2 separate regions of the Triticum aestivum genome follow, and region 2 is linked to region 1. The links are chromatin contacts, called in public Hi-C maps. All regions are on one chromosome and are shown on one strand. Each heading gives the region's core, a stretch centred on a gene start, on an enhancer-like site or on the middle of the called end of the contact. The rest is flanking DNA. Distances are from core to core; before and after follow the strand shown. Region 1 holds the start of LOC123183410 (flavonoid 3'-monooxygenase CYP75B3). Region 2 overlaps LOC123183411 (TATA-binding protein-associated factor BTAF1).

What was found. Hi-C and Micro-C count contacts between places; a contact is called where the count stands out from the background.
Region 2: a contact with region 1 is called in a Hi-C map of leaf, with 5 times the contacts expected there. The contact joins the enhancer-like site here to the promoter of LOC123183410 in region 1. A contact is called at or near these places in 2 of 5 Hi-C or Micro-C datasets (both in leaf).

The regions. Positions count from the first base shown.
Region 1 is chr1D:495,354,763-495,361,982 of IWGSC CS RefSeq v2.1, reverse strand. It overlaps LOC123183410 (flavonoid 3'-monooxygenase CYP75B3), which reads left to right and starts at 2,759. Exons shown (of 2, transcript XM_044596224.1): 1 at 2,759-3,849; 2 at 5,985-6,959. The coding sequence starts at 2,860. The coding sequence ends at 6,629.
Region 2 is chr1D:495,420,480-495,427,699 of IWGSC CS RefSeq v2.1, reverse strand. LOC123183411 (TATA-binding protein-associated factor BTAF1) reads left to right here. Exons shown (of 29, transcript XM_044596225.1): 29 at 37-578. The coding sequence ends at 207. Among protein-coding and RNA genes, the nearest start is that of LOC123183411, 17 kb to the left of the region's middle. Within about 2 kb of position 4,944, at least 1 of the 8 cell types and tissues checked has an H3K27ac peak or open chromatin away from gene starts, as enhancers often do. A contact at or near this core is called in leaf, where this site is marked.

The DNA of each region.
Region 1 (7,220 bases), core at 1,510-4,009:
TCAATAAACGATACATAGTACTGGAACCCACCAGAGGAAGTCTTGGCAGGTCCCCACACATCGAGAAAACAAGTTCTAATGGAAACAAGGAAACACTTGAAGATCTAGGAAAAGGTAACTGATGTGCTTTGCCTTGTCGACAAGCATTACACACATGCATCAAAGACGACTAGAAGATGGCAATTTATTGGACGCCAAAACATGCTGAACGACTTGTGTGGATGGGTGGCTGAGCCTAGCATGCCAATCTTCAGCAGAGAGCCGAACCGAAGATAGGGCACGAAAAGGTGCGGGCCGAATAGGGTAAAGTCCATTTTCACATCTGCCTTGAAGAAGGACCCTCTTGGTGATCAAATCCTTCATAATAAAATGGGTAGGATAATATTTTAGATAAGCATGATTATCAATGGCAAGACGATTAACAGAGAGAAGATTTTTATCTGCATCGGGAACATGTAAGATGTTGCGAAGTTTAAGGTTGGCAGAAGGGGTAGGGAGGATTGCATGACCACGATGAGCTATGTGCAAACCTGAGCCGTCGGCGGTGTGGATGCGGTCCCTCCTCGGGTACTTCTCCCTTATGGTGAGGCGATCCAGATCTGAGGTGATGTGGTCGGACGCCCCCGTGTCAGTGAACCAGGTCGGTTCACCGAGGATAGACGGCGGAGAAGCAGCCGCCAGGCCGGCCATCTTGGAGTGTTGGGGTTGAAACGCATGATTGTAGCGTTGCCCACATTCCCAGGCATAGTGCCCGGGGCCACGACAGAGTTGGCATTGGATGCGGGTGTCAGCACCACCCCCGTAGTCACCACGGTCACCACCACCACGGTTACCACCGTAGTCACCCTGCTGGCGATTGCCGCCGCGGTCACCGCGATTGCCACCGCGGTCACCGCGATTGCCACCGCGGTTGTTGTTGTCGTAGTCACCGCGGTCACCTTGAATACCGCGGCCCTTGCCACGGTAGTTGCTACGGTTGCCACCGCGGTTGTTGTTGTTGTTGCCGTTCTTGTCGCGGGCGACGTAGTTGAGAGAAGAGCCGCCGACGTGAAGATGAAGGCGAGCAACATGGTACTCGCGGCGACGCTCGAAGGAGAGAGCGTGGGAGTAGAGCTCCCCCAGAGTCATCTCATCGATCCGGGTCGTAACAGCAGTAATGAGAGGCTCATAGTCGCTATCAAGATCGGTGATGACGGCGGTGATGATGTCGTCATCCCGCATGGGACGCCCAGCAACCGCTAGCTGGTCGACGTAGGAGCGGATCTTGGCGAAGTAATCCACCATGGAGAGGTTGGCCTTGCGGAATTTGGCCATGTCAAGCTTGATCTGCACAACACTAGCACGACAATTGGCAGAATACGTCTCCTCAAGATGCGCCCAGATGGCGCGAGAGGTGTCAAAGCGAATAACCTGCTGGAGAACATCATCCGCGAGGGAGGCGAGCAGGTAGCTAAGAAAAATCTGGTCCTGACGGTACCAGACATCATACTCGGGATTGAGCGCACGTTCCCCCTTGTCATCAGGTGGAAGGAGCCGAGGGAGACTGGGAGAAGTGCCATCGACGTAGCCGGTGACATTGGCGATGCAGAGAGGAGGAAGAATCTGTGCTTTCCACAGGAGGTAGTTGGAGATGGTGAGTTTGGCCGTGATGAGGCTAGCAGAGGGAGGCGGAACGGAAGAGGTGGATGACGCCGAGAGGGAAGCCGGTAGAGCAAGGGAGGTCATGGCTGAGGAAGTCATGGCGCCAGCGGAAGGAGAACCCATCTAGCAGTTATGTGAGAGGGCCTGATACCATGTGAAACTAGGAGATGTAGATTAGATTGGCTCACCTGGAACGGCGGCCTTTGAGTTCATTATATGCTCAGCCATCTAGCTAGGGCTTCGGCAGTGCCGGATATACACAAGAGTTGTTACAGAGGATATACATAACCCTAGATACTAACAACCTTCTTATCCTAACAACATATGGTTTAACAAGACAAACCTATACACACGCCGACGATGCTAGATGCACCATCGAGACTAGGATCGGACGTGTGAAACATTATTCATACCGAGGGACATCGTCACCGCCACATAATTAATGCCAAGCAAGACGTTGAACCTAACAAGAATGAGAGCAGGGTCTGTCCCACCGGTCGAGTGCAAGGTCCTCTGCACCACCACCGGCGACGGCGCCCACCGGAGGTGGAGTAGATCTAATCGCCGGTGAGTCTTTCCTTGGGAGGAGGAAAGAACCGAGCCCTAGGCAAACATACACTATTTATTGGTTTGGCTCATTTGGCATCAGCGCCCCTACTAGCATCGGTTCCCTATGTTTCTAATTTGGCAGCACCCCCACAATGGGCGGAACTAGTGGTAAAAGCTAGTTTGGCATTTGGCACCATCATTTTGGCATACGTACATTGTGGATGCCCTAAAGCTCCTTTTAGATTCATTTAAAGCTACTTTATTTTTGCAACTGTGTTTTACAAGAAGTTAGAAAGAGTTTGTGGTGACGTGGAAGAAACATAGAGAGGAGTAGTTAACATATGCGGCTGCCAAGTGAGTGAGTGATGCACATCCCATTTTGGCCATCTCCAAAAGTCGTTTGGAAAGCTCTGTTGTTTGTCCTTCTTCCTCGGACTGTGCATGCCAAGTGCAGGCTCTTGGGTTGGGTAGTTGGGAGGACTGGAGCTAGCGCCACCCATTCTTCTTCCTCCTCACTTGTTTCTTTCTTTCTTTCTTTCTTTCTTTCTTTCTTTGTTGTGAGAGATGAGGGCGTGGGCGTGGGCGGGTAGGTAGCAGGACTGGTAGATCCGGCGATTTAGGTGGAGCACGCGCTCTCCAGAGCTCCCATATTTATACGGCCGCGTCTGCATGCCATGCGCCCGCCCAACTAACAAACAAACATCCCCGCATCCACTGCCACCCTCCATGACCCCAGCCGCCATGGATCACGACCTGCTCCTTCTCCTCGCCTCCCTCGCCGCCGTCATCGTCGCCGCCGTCTGGCACCTCCGCGGCCATGGCAGCGGAGCCAGGAAGCCGAAGCTGCCGCTGCCGCCCGGGCCGAGGGGGTGGCCGGTGCTGGGCAACCTGCCGCAGCTGGGCGACAAGCCGCACCACACCATGGCGGCCCTCGCGCGCCTCCACGGCCTGCTCTTCCGCCTCCGCTTCGGCAGCGCCGAGGTCGTCGTCGCCGCCTCCGCCAAGGTCGCCGGCAGCTTCCTCCGCGCCCACGACGCCAACTTCAGCGACCGCCCGCCCAACTCGGGCGCCGAGCACGTCGCCTACAACTACCAGGACCTCGTCTTCGCGCCCTACGGCGCCCGCTGGCGCGCCCTCCGCAAGCTCTGCGCGCAACACCTCTTCTCCGCCCGCGCCCTCGACGCGCTCCGCACCGTCCGCCAGGACGAGGCCCGCCTCATGGTCACCCGCCTGCTCTCCTCCTCGGACTCGCCGGCGGGCCTCGCCGTCGGCCAGGAGGCCAACGTCTGCGCCACCAACGCGCTCGCGCTGGCCGCCGTCGGCAGGCGCGTCTTCGGGGACGGCGTCGGCGAGGGCGCCAGGGAGTTCAAGGACATGGTCGTGGAGCTCATGCAGCTCGCTGGCGTCTTCAACATCGGCGACTTTGTGCCGGCGCTCCGCTGGCTCGACCCGCAGGGCGTCGTCGCCAAGATGAAGCGCCTCCACCGCCGCTACGACCGCATGATGGACGGCTTCATCAGCGAGAGGGGCGACAGGGCTGACGGCGACGGGAATGACCTGCTGAGCGTCATGCTGGGGATGATGCGGCAGTCGCCGCCCGCCGGCGGCGAGGAGGACGGGATCAAGTTCAACGAGACTGACATCAAGGCTCTCCTCTTGGTATGTGTGTACAAACTCAGTACTATTTGTTTTCATGTGTTTATTTATTAAAGCTTTGCTGACCATAACTATACAAGATTAAAGTTCCAAGGTACTACTATAAGATTTTTGTGTTTATTGGTTCAGTTATATACTCAACTTTTTTGTCTTAAAAAACCGATAAATCGCGAGTGGACATGCCACCACGCGCGTCCGGAATCCACACCGCACGCTGCCGCGCGATGCGTGCAGCTTTAATACCCTCTGGCCGTATAAGGAATTCACCTCGTCGTATAGCATTCGGTATAGCGTGTGTATTTGCACCTGACACATGCAGTGCATGGCCCGCGAGGCAGCGCGTGCATTAATCCCACACCCAACATCCCAATGGCAATAATTCAACGATCTAGCAGCCCACATGCGGGCAACATATCTGGTGATACCGCAACTCAAGTGATACAATGCTCCGATGGATCATGGGCCTTTGGATTATGTTGGAAGGGACACGATGAAGGCACACGTGATGAGCAGCTTCTCCACCGCAAAATATACAAAAACACTCTGATTCATGTTATTAATTAAGCATCACGTCCTTTTCCTACTAGTACTATACTAGTTTATGAGCCTCGGTTTCACTTACGGGCAGAAAAAAATGCTTGCTATTGTGCAATCTCCATATAAAATTATGCCATCTCCGTATTTTGCTTTTATACTGCTAAAAGTTCAACAAAATAAATCTAGTAATTTTTTGTTACTTTGTCTGTCAAACACTAATAGTAGTCTGGTATGTCTAGTCCATAAATTTGCATATAATGTCAATTATGATAATCCACAAAGAGTACTATTATAAATGAATATTTTCCGTTGTTGGTCCTCACATATTCCATGTGCCGTTCTAGCTTGTACAATCTCAAATCAGTTGGACAACTGACCTAGTACATGCTATATTTGCTTTCACGGAAGCTAACTGAGTTTTTTGTAGAGAATGTACAAGCAAGCATTTCCAGCTATCTTGAAGAGGAACTGAATCTAATTGAGTGAATGTTGTGGTTAATTAAAATGCACAACTTTTTTTTTCTAAGTTAACACCTACAGTTTTAGAATGTGTATATGTTTTTTACCAGTAGAGCGTGTCGTACTTTTATTTCTTGTGATAACAAGGTTACATGCATCATTTCACGCATGCTTCTGCTAAATAAACAATGGGCAAAATTGAGGAAATCCAGAAATCATCATCTTCCCATTCCCTTGGGCTTAATTAAGTATAGAATCCCGGGTGTTTCTGGTATATTCTGCGGTGGAGGAGCTGGTCATCACCCTTGCATTCATCATGTCCCTTAGAATATGATCTAGCGGTCGAGGATTCATTTGAGCATTGTAGCACCTGAGACCCGTATTACTAGATATGTCCTCCCCACATGCGATGCACATATTAAAGACACAACAGAGGAGTGAATACGCTCAGCTGCCCCTGCAAAACGTAAATGCACCCAACAATCCATTGATGATCCATCAACGCAACGGCCTCCTAGCTGCGTGTCTCCCGCAACAAAGAAATTTGGAGAGATGCTTACGGGCGTGCCGCAGCTAGAAGACGATGACGACATTGCTGGATTTTTCCTACTTGCTAAACGCGAGAGAAGCGTGCAGTGGGTATGTTGTGCAACCGATGCGCTCTCCGTCTGTGCAGAACCCATCTCCACACCTTGCTCTGTTCGTCCACGGTCGACGGAAAGACGAGATGCGCACTGTGAGAACCGAACTTGGCAACAGCTCAGTTATGTCCAGCCAGCGCCCAAAGCAATTATTCAATCGGTTGGGCGTCGCCTGGCCCGTGTATTCATACGACATTAAATGCAGCCCTGACCCACACAACGGCCGTATAAAGTGAGGTATTTGGGAAGCTTGTAATTAAGCCGCCCGGTATTCCAGATGGCTTATTAAAAGTAGTCATCACGACGCACAAGCGGACGTCCTGGATATGGGCTGCGCGTGGCCGCATGTCCCAAAAATCCGCGTCGCTAAAAAACTTTCTTTTTTGTGCGCAAAGATTTTGGTTATGTCACTTTGGTCAGAATCGAGTTTAGTGAAGAGTGCAAAAAATGAGCCATATGTTTTTGTTTTACATGAACTAAAGCACATGTTTCTTCTTTTAGAATCTGTTCACCGCTGGGACGGACACGACATCAAGCACGGTGGAGTGGGCACTGGCGGAGCTGATACGACACCCAGACGTCCTCAAGAAGCTCCAACACGAGCTCGACGACGTTGTCGGAAATGGCCGCCTCGTCACCGAATCTGACCTGCCGCAACTCACCTTCCTTGCCGCCGTCATCAAGGAGACGTTCCGGCTGCACCCGTCGACGCCGCTCTCCCTTCCTCGGGTGGCCGCCGAGGACTGCGAGGTGGACGGCTACCGCATCCCCAAGGACACCACCCTGCTCGTCAATGTGTGGGCCATCGCCCGTGACCCGGCCTCATGGGGGGATGACGTCCTAGAGTTCAGGCCCACCCGATTTCTCCCGGGCGGGTCGCATGAGAGCGTGGACGTTAAGGGGGGCGACTATGAGCTCATTCCTTTCGGGGCGGGCCGAAGGATATGCGCGGGCCTCAGCTGGGGCCTCCGGATGGTCACGCTCACGACTGCCACGCTCGTGCACGCGTTCGACTGGACCTTGGTTGATGGCATGACACCTGAAAAACTCGACATGGAGGAGGCCTATGGTCTCACCTTGCAGCGGGCCGTGCCGCTAATGGTTCAGCCCGTGCCGAGGCTACTGCCGTCGGCGTACACGATGTGATGTTTTATCGTGGATCTTTGGCGTGTTTTGGTTCCTTTCGATCCGATGTACCTTGTGTTAATTATTTCATAATGTTTGGATCGGTTGTAAAAGAAAAGTGTGCGCGGGCGTGGCGGCGGGTTGTCAATTACTCTGGAAAAATAAGCATGACATTATTTTGGAAGGGATGGGAAGGCAAGGAAGACTGGAGAGCTAAATGTCACTCTTGTGATAGTTCTGGTTTTTGTTGCTTGAATTGTACACACTGTATATGTAATATGTTGGCGTTTGTTTTGTTACAAGCAAGCAAACCAAGTGGTGATATTCGATATATATTGGCATTTATTTTAAGCTCCAAGCAAGCAAGCACCTTGTAATTAAGTGGTGAAAAATGAACAAGTGGTGAAATACTTTTCATTCATCTTAATTGTTTTTCTTTCAGACATGAAATCTATGTGAGGAAGATGCTACTAATTAATTCTATCACGCCTTTGCACTTCCTCACAGTTACTCATTTACGATTGCAGACATAGAAACAAACCAAACTTCATCCTTTTCACCCTACCGTGGATGCTCTTTCTGGTGCATGCGGAGGGTGAATCCTATTTTTAA
Region 2 (7,220 bases), core at 3,695-6,194, 64 kb before region 1:
TATGAACTCATTCCTAATCCTATCTCCAATGTGCAGGCGTCGGTTCTCCCAAGCAGTTCGAGCGCCACGGAAGAAGAGAGCAACAAGGGGAAACCGGGTCGCAAGGGCCTCAAGTCAATCCTGAGTGGGCTGGACGAGCTGTGGGACCAGTCGCAGTACGCGGACGAGTATGATATGAACCAGTTCTTGGCGAAGCTCAACGGGTGAAGCTCACCTTATGATGGCCGCTCGCTTGCTCGTGTACAGTGTAGAGTAAATTGGAACTGAATTGGTCTGTCTAGTAGGCTCACATATTTTTTGTTTTTCGCCAGCCTTGGAGATCTTTCTTGTTTTAGTTTTCATACCTAGAGAAAAAAAAAGAGAAGATCGCAAGATCTCGGACAAGATGGCTAACAAGCAACCAGTTATAGGTGATTGAGATGGAGATATCTCAATTCTTTTGCCGCTTTTGGTAGGAGGGCTAGATGGATGGGCCACAAGAGCCCGTGAAGTTTTGGGGAGTTTTGTGTACACTCAACTTATTTTATGATCCAAGAGTGTAGCTCCTTTGAAATTCAGAATCCAATTGTCATTTTTCACTGCTGAAATTGCGGAGTGAAGCAGTCCCAAAATACAGACATAATCCAATCGTCAAAACTCTACTGTTGCAGTACTATGGAAGTAAGCTGTATCACAGTTTTGATTAATTTAAAATCCATCTGTAACGACCAAACCTTGAAGGATTTGAGTCTCAGTAATATGCTGGTCATCCAACGTCCTGTTGTGAAAGTGTTTAAACAGCAACATTATATCATCCTTGACAATTTCCCAACATGCCTGATAGAACTTGACACAGGACCGGGAGCTCTGTTAGGTTCCATAGCGAACAAAGCTTCCTTCACTTCTAATTCAGTAAACTCTCTACACAGATCAGTATTATCATCTTCATTCAATCTCTTGTCATCTGCCCAAGTCTCGGGATCAAGGTGAAACTGGTTACCAGGGGCTAGGCCAAAGAGCTCCTTATGATATTTAGTGGCGTGGGCAATCAGATCATCAGTGCCCTCCACCTCGGAGTCCCCCACCCTAAGCGAATGAATAGTGTTCTTTCTCTTACGACCATTAGCTATTTTGTGAAAATCGCCTTTAAGCAGCCATCTCTCATGGGACTGCTGCAACCAAAAGATCTCCTCATTGACAAACAGCTCATGTAGCTCAACACAAATATCAACTTTTCTGTTATAAAGTTCTGGAGAACTCCTCCAACATGGATAGTTCCATCCTAGGCTCCTCTTTCCTTTTTTTTGTCATGACCGTATTTATTGGACCCCCAACCCTTGAAGTAAGTTTTAATCCTTCTTAACTTGATGTTGAGAATATCTATAGGGTCTGAAGAATTGACTTTCCTAGACCAGATATCCTCAACAATCATCATGAAAATTTCATCTTTAATCCATGTCAGGTCGAAACGGAACTCTCTAGGTTTAGGGGCCTCACGTCCCTCTTCTCCCGAGGAGAGTAACAACGTATTATGATCCGATATTTCACGCACAAGTTTTATAACAGAAACCAGGCCCATCCTAATGTTCCCCCTGGTTTCTACCCACTATATAACCGTGTCCTTCCCCTGGACAGATTGTCTGTTTGTCTTCCCACCCCGACGACTGCCCAAGGATCTCACCGGGGACATCTCTGTAGAGCTGTCTAGCAACCTCGTCGCCACATTCCTATGCACATCAAACAACACAAATTTTTAAAATTGGTCATGTTTTAATTATTTTTCACTTTTTCAAAAAATGTTCATGTTTTAAAAAAATGTTTGAAATTTCTTCAAAATATTTAAAAAATTAGAAATTGGTAGGAATTTCAACTTTTTGTTCACGTTTAAAAAAATGTTTGACATTTCGAAATTTATCACAGTGTTCACTTTTTTTTTAAATTGTTTGGAATTTCAACTTTTTTCTTCAAGTATTTTTTTTAAAAATTCACGTTTCAAAAAAATTATTTCAAATTTTACCCTAGTTCTCAATAAATGTTGGGATTTTTTGGTTTGGAATTTCAATTTTTATTTCATGGTTTCAAAAAATGTTCAGCATTTTCCAAAAAAGTAACATTCAATCGTTTCCAAAATTTGGTTTGCAAATTCTTCAATAGAGCTACAGTATTTTCACAAACTGCAAGGTACAATAATCACGGAGTAGCTACAGTATCATGAACTAAACATTATCGCTACAGATCATGGGGGCGTCTAGGGTTCTTGTATTAGGTATTTGGTAGATAATCCCATTTGGGGTTACAACTTACAAGCTCAGCTTTATACCACAGCGAGTGACGCCGATCAACAGAAAGAAAGGAGTAACGGCAAGAAAATGACAGCTACAGTGCTAAAGGAACAGACTACGTTTGGCACGCCAAAATTAACGGCCAACCACTCCTTCAACGAGTGTCCTTGGATGATCATAAACAAAGCGGTATCGGAAGTTAACTAAACTGATCTGGACGTTGATATCTTCAGAGATTCTTATCTTCAGTTCATGACATCTCTGAAGGACAGTGTGAGGAACGTCATGTTCTACCCGCTGAAGCCTGTGATGCTCTAATATTGGCGTGTTGGGTCGTCATTGTAATAATTATGTGAAGAGAGTAGTAATGATCTGCCAGCGGCTGTCTCATGTACCGTACTATGCTGGTCTATGTTTGCTCAAGTACTATCTGTGAATCCTCAACACATGTAAGGTTTTGGAGCTTGAAACCTGAGCATCCCCTGCTTCGCCTTCGTGTGATGTTTCCGATCATGTGATCAGAGCAAAGATAACTTATCAAGCAAAGATAACTTATCAAGAGGTGCCAGTACTCGATAAGTTATCTTTGCTCTGATCACATGATCAGAAAAATTGGAAAGTTTGTGCCATGCATGCAATTAAACAAGTGTCACAAAACATGAGAGGAGATGGAAAGTTTGTGCGATGCATTACCACGTACTCCTACATAGAGCATTGGGACTTGGGAGGATACTTAGACGGCTCGTGAACACCAAAATTCTCCTTTCTATGCTTGTTCTCGGAAAAACCTTTGAATAAGATCCCCTTCGTCGTCTCTCGTGACCGTGTCGCCCCTACGGGCGACCAGCCGCACCCGGCCCCCTCCTCCCCAAGCCCCTCCCTCTCCCATCCCTCTCCGCCGCCCGCCTCTGAGCCTGGCCCCGGCGACGCGGCCCCTGGCCTTTCCCTTCTTGGTGGTGTTCTGGCGCGGGATGGCACGGATCCGGGAGGTGTCCCTAGGCGGCGTCGGTCCGGCGCGGCGGCGGTGTGTCCTGATGGCGCGCGGGAGATCAGCTGGGCGGCGGCGCTGCCGTTCGCAGCGGGGTGGCGCGGCGGCGGGGTCTGGTGGCGCCTGCTCGGCCCAGATTTGGGCCCTTGGGCCCCATCTGGGTCGGGGCGGGCCGGCGACAGGGTGCGGCGTCTGCGTGGCTCCCGGGAGGCAGAGGAGGTGTGTCGTGCTGGTGGATGCTGGCGGCGCCAGCGCCGCCCTGCTGCAGCATGGCCGGCCGGGCTTAGCGGGCCCGATTTGGGCCTGACCAGGCCAGGGGTGGCCTGGTGTGCCCTGCTGCCACGTCCGGACGGCGACCGCGACGGTGCCGAATGCACGGGCTTCCCGCACGACGACGGTGGAGATGGTTCCCTCCCGCATGGCTTCGGTGTCGCTGCTCCCGACGCCTAGCGCCTTCTCTCTCCGTCTTCTTGGCCTCATGGTGGTGTTCTCAGTGAGGCGGCGTGGGTGGCGGCAAGACCACGGTGGCGCATACAGGTGGGCGACAAGATGGATGGTTGGCTCTGGCCTGGTTGGGTGATGGGGGTTGGGAATGCGGGAGAAATCCTTGCCGGTCCTTCCGGCTCCGATGGGGTGTCGCCTGCGGGTGCCGTCATCCCTTCCTGGAAGGCGTCGGTGGTATCCATCCCCCACTCCCCTCCGCGTGTCGGGGGAAACACCAGGACTTGTCCGGGTAGCAGCGTCGTCGGCGTCACATTCCTTCCTAGAGGTGCTGCTTGGTACACGGTGGATCGAAGCCTTGGTTTGTGGGTCGAGTCCGGAGGGCGCAGCGGTGGCGGGTCACCCGCGCTTTGTCGAGCTGCCGTTGTTGGCATCTGCTTCTTCTTTCTTTCTCTTTTTTTTGGGCTTGTTGTGCTGCTCGCCCCCAGCATTTGCAATGTTGTCGGTGTTGATTGCTTTGTAATACAAAGCGGAGGAACCCTTTTCTGATATGCTTGTTAAGAAAAAGAAAATGCCATATCCAAGTGTTTGGCACGTACTTTTGAACGCGGCACTGGAAGGAGACGTGCATGCCCATGCTTATTTCGTCTTCATAGTAAGCACACAGGACATCGGTAATTTGGAACTGATACATGCATGGTTTATATACAATGGTAATTGCTTTGATGATGTCACTAACTAGTCGGAGCGACGATTGGGCTGGGTTGGCAAAAACAATATGCCACATACAATGTTGACTTGGTCTTCTTCTTCCTCCTCCTCTCTCGTTGGCAATACATCAAGCACCTATGTGCATCAGAGAGAGCGGCAGCAACTCGCTCCAACACCCCTCGCCGGCCGGCGAATCCAGGCCGCCACATCTGCACCTCCGCCGTGAGCCCCTCGTTGCCTTCTTCATACAAATGCACACAATGTTGTGCCCGAATGCGGCGGCAAGACCACCGTGTTGCCGTAGGCGATGAGGAGCTCACACAGGTCCACGACGGGCCTGCGTGAGCGTGAGTGAAGTGAGTGAGTGAGTGATGCAGAGTCCATTTGGCCACTTGAGGAGGAGGAGGTTCTCTAGTCAATTTTCGAAAGCTCAGCTCTTGTCTTTGCTAGTCGTTGTTTACCTATGTTGGAGCTAGCTAGCTAGTGACGACAGCTACGTCACCAGCTACGTTGGGTTTTGGGTAGGTAGGAGGAGCGGCCGCTCGCTGCTCTTCTTCTTCTTCTTCTTATTACATGCCTACGTGGTGTGCGGTGTGTCCGGCAGGGTAGCTTACTGCTGGCGCGCGCAGGGTGGTCTTATCGAACACTTGCTAGCCATTGTCATGATAATTAATTGTCATTACGATGACTTTGATTTAAACTGACACTCTGACAAAGTTGTTAACATGCCTTTGGATCGCCATAATTTACGAAGCTCGCTCGAAAAGAGCTTATAGCCTCCAAATTTGAGGCTATCGAGTCCCCTTTGAAGCTTGCTCTATATCCAACAGCCAACGCGGGAGATAAGTTCCAGCTTCTTCCGCCTCGCACCACGACCGGGTTTTGAAGCTGCGCAGCCTCTCAGGTAGCACCGGTGAAAAAAATCGCCCGGTCATAATGCCACACCCGCCCCCTGGAAACACGTGGCTCCTCAGGACGTGAGCGAGTGTGTGAGTGATGCAGAGTCCATTTGGCCACTTGACGAGGAGGTTCGCGTGTCAATTTTCGAGAGCTCAGTTCTTGTCCTTGCTAGTCGCTTTTTTAATTTCCCGTGTATGTGGAGGGGAGTAGACAGCGGAATGGTACACCACAAGTTAGGGCTAGTCGGTCACCCAGTCTCTGTGCACCGTTGAGTAGGTAGGAGGAGCGGCCGGCCTTCCTGTTAGGTGGTGTGGCCGGGTAGCTGCCACTCCCGCAGCCAGGAGTTAATTGCAAGACACTACCATACTACGGCACGTTGTGACGAATCAGTATCAGTAGTCATTTTTTTTGCCATGCAGTGCCAACTCTAAGTCTAAGTGTTGCAAAACGGTCTGACAGCCGTATAAGCTCGTATTGACCACGTATCTGACTGACCGGCTCCACTTGTCAGGTGCCACGGTGGCCTACCCGCGCGCACCCGCACCCGCGCGGTCACTCATCCCAGCCTGCTCGGTCGCACCAAGTAGCTTGGTCCGGTCCGGTCGAACCCGTACGCGACGAACCCTAGTTTCCTCTCCCCTCGCCCTCGTCTTCCTCTCCCCTCTCAGGCGATGGCGGCAGCGACTCCCGGCGGCGTCGACGGCGCGGGCGGGTACGGGGACCTTCCTGGCCTCGGCCCCGATGACCACTTAGGTCTGGACGACGTCGACGGCTCCAGTTCATACTACTCCAGCGCAGACGACGAGGATTTGGAGGAGGAGGGCGCGCTGTCCATGGAGGACAGGGTGAAGCTGGCAGAGATATGGGTGGCCCACCCTACCAGTAGCCATCAGTGGACCAGTAGCCATCAGTGGCCCACCCCACCCTTTTCATCGAATCCGATCCGACTAAAGTGGGAGAGACAGACACCCGCTAGCCACCTTATGCAACTAGTGCATGTCAGTCGGTGGAACCTGTCTCACGTAAGCGTACGTGTAAGGTCGGTCCGGGCCGCTTCATCCCACGATGCCGCCGAATCAAGATAAGACTAGTAACAGCAAGTAAATTGACAAAATCGACGCCCACAACAACTTGTGTTCTACTCGTGCATAGAAACTACGCATAGACCTAGCTCATGATGCCACTGTTGGGGATCGTAGCAGAAATTAAAATTTTCTACGCATCACCAAGATCAATCTATGGAGTTTACTAGCAACGAGAGGGGAGGAGTGCATCTACATCCCCTTGTAGATCGCGAGCGGAAGCGTTCAAGAGAACGGGGTTGATGGAGTCGTACTCGTCGTGATCCAAATCACCGATGATCCAAGCGCCGAACGGACGGCACCTCCGCGTTCAACACACGTACGGAGCGGTGACGTCTCCCACGCCTTGATCCAGTAAGGAGGAAGGAGAGGTTGAGGAAGAAGGCTCCAACAGCAGCACGACGGCGTGGTGGTGGTGGAGTGACAGTTCTCCGGCAGGGCTTCGCCAAGCACACGCGGAGGAGGAGAGGTGTTGGGGAGGGGAGGGGCTGCGCCCTGGATGTGGTGCTGCAGCCCTCCCCTTGTTGGGAATCGTAGCATAATTTAAAATTTTCCTACGCTCACCAAGATGCATCCATGGAGTATACTAGCAACGAGGGGAAAGGAGTGCATCTACATACCCTTGTAGATCGCGAGCGGAAGCGTTCCAATGAACGTGGATGACGGAGTCGTACTCGCCGTGATCCAAATCACCGATGACCGAGTGCCGAACGGACGGCACCTCCGCGTTCAACACACGTATGGTGCAGCGACGTCTCCTCCTTCTTGATCCAGCAAGGGGGAAGGAGAGATTGATGGAGATCCAGCAGCACGACGGCGTGGTGGTGGATGTAGCGG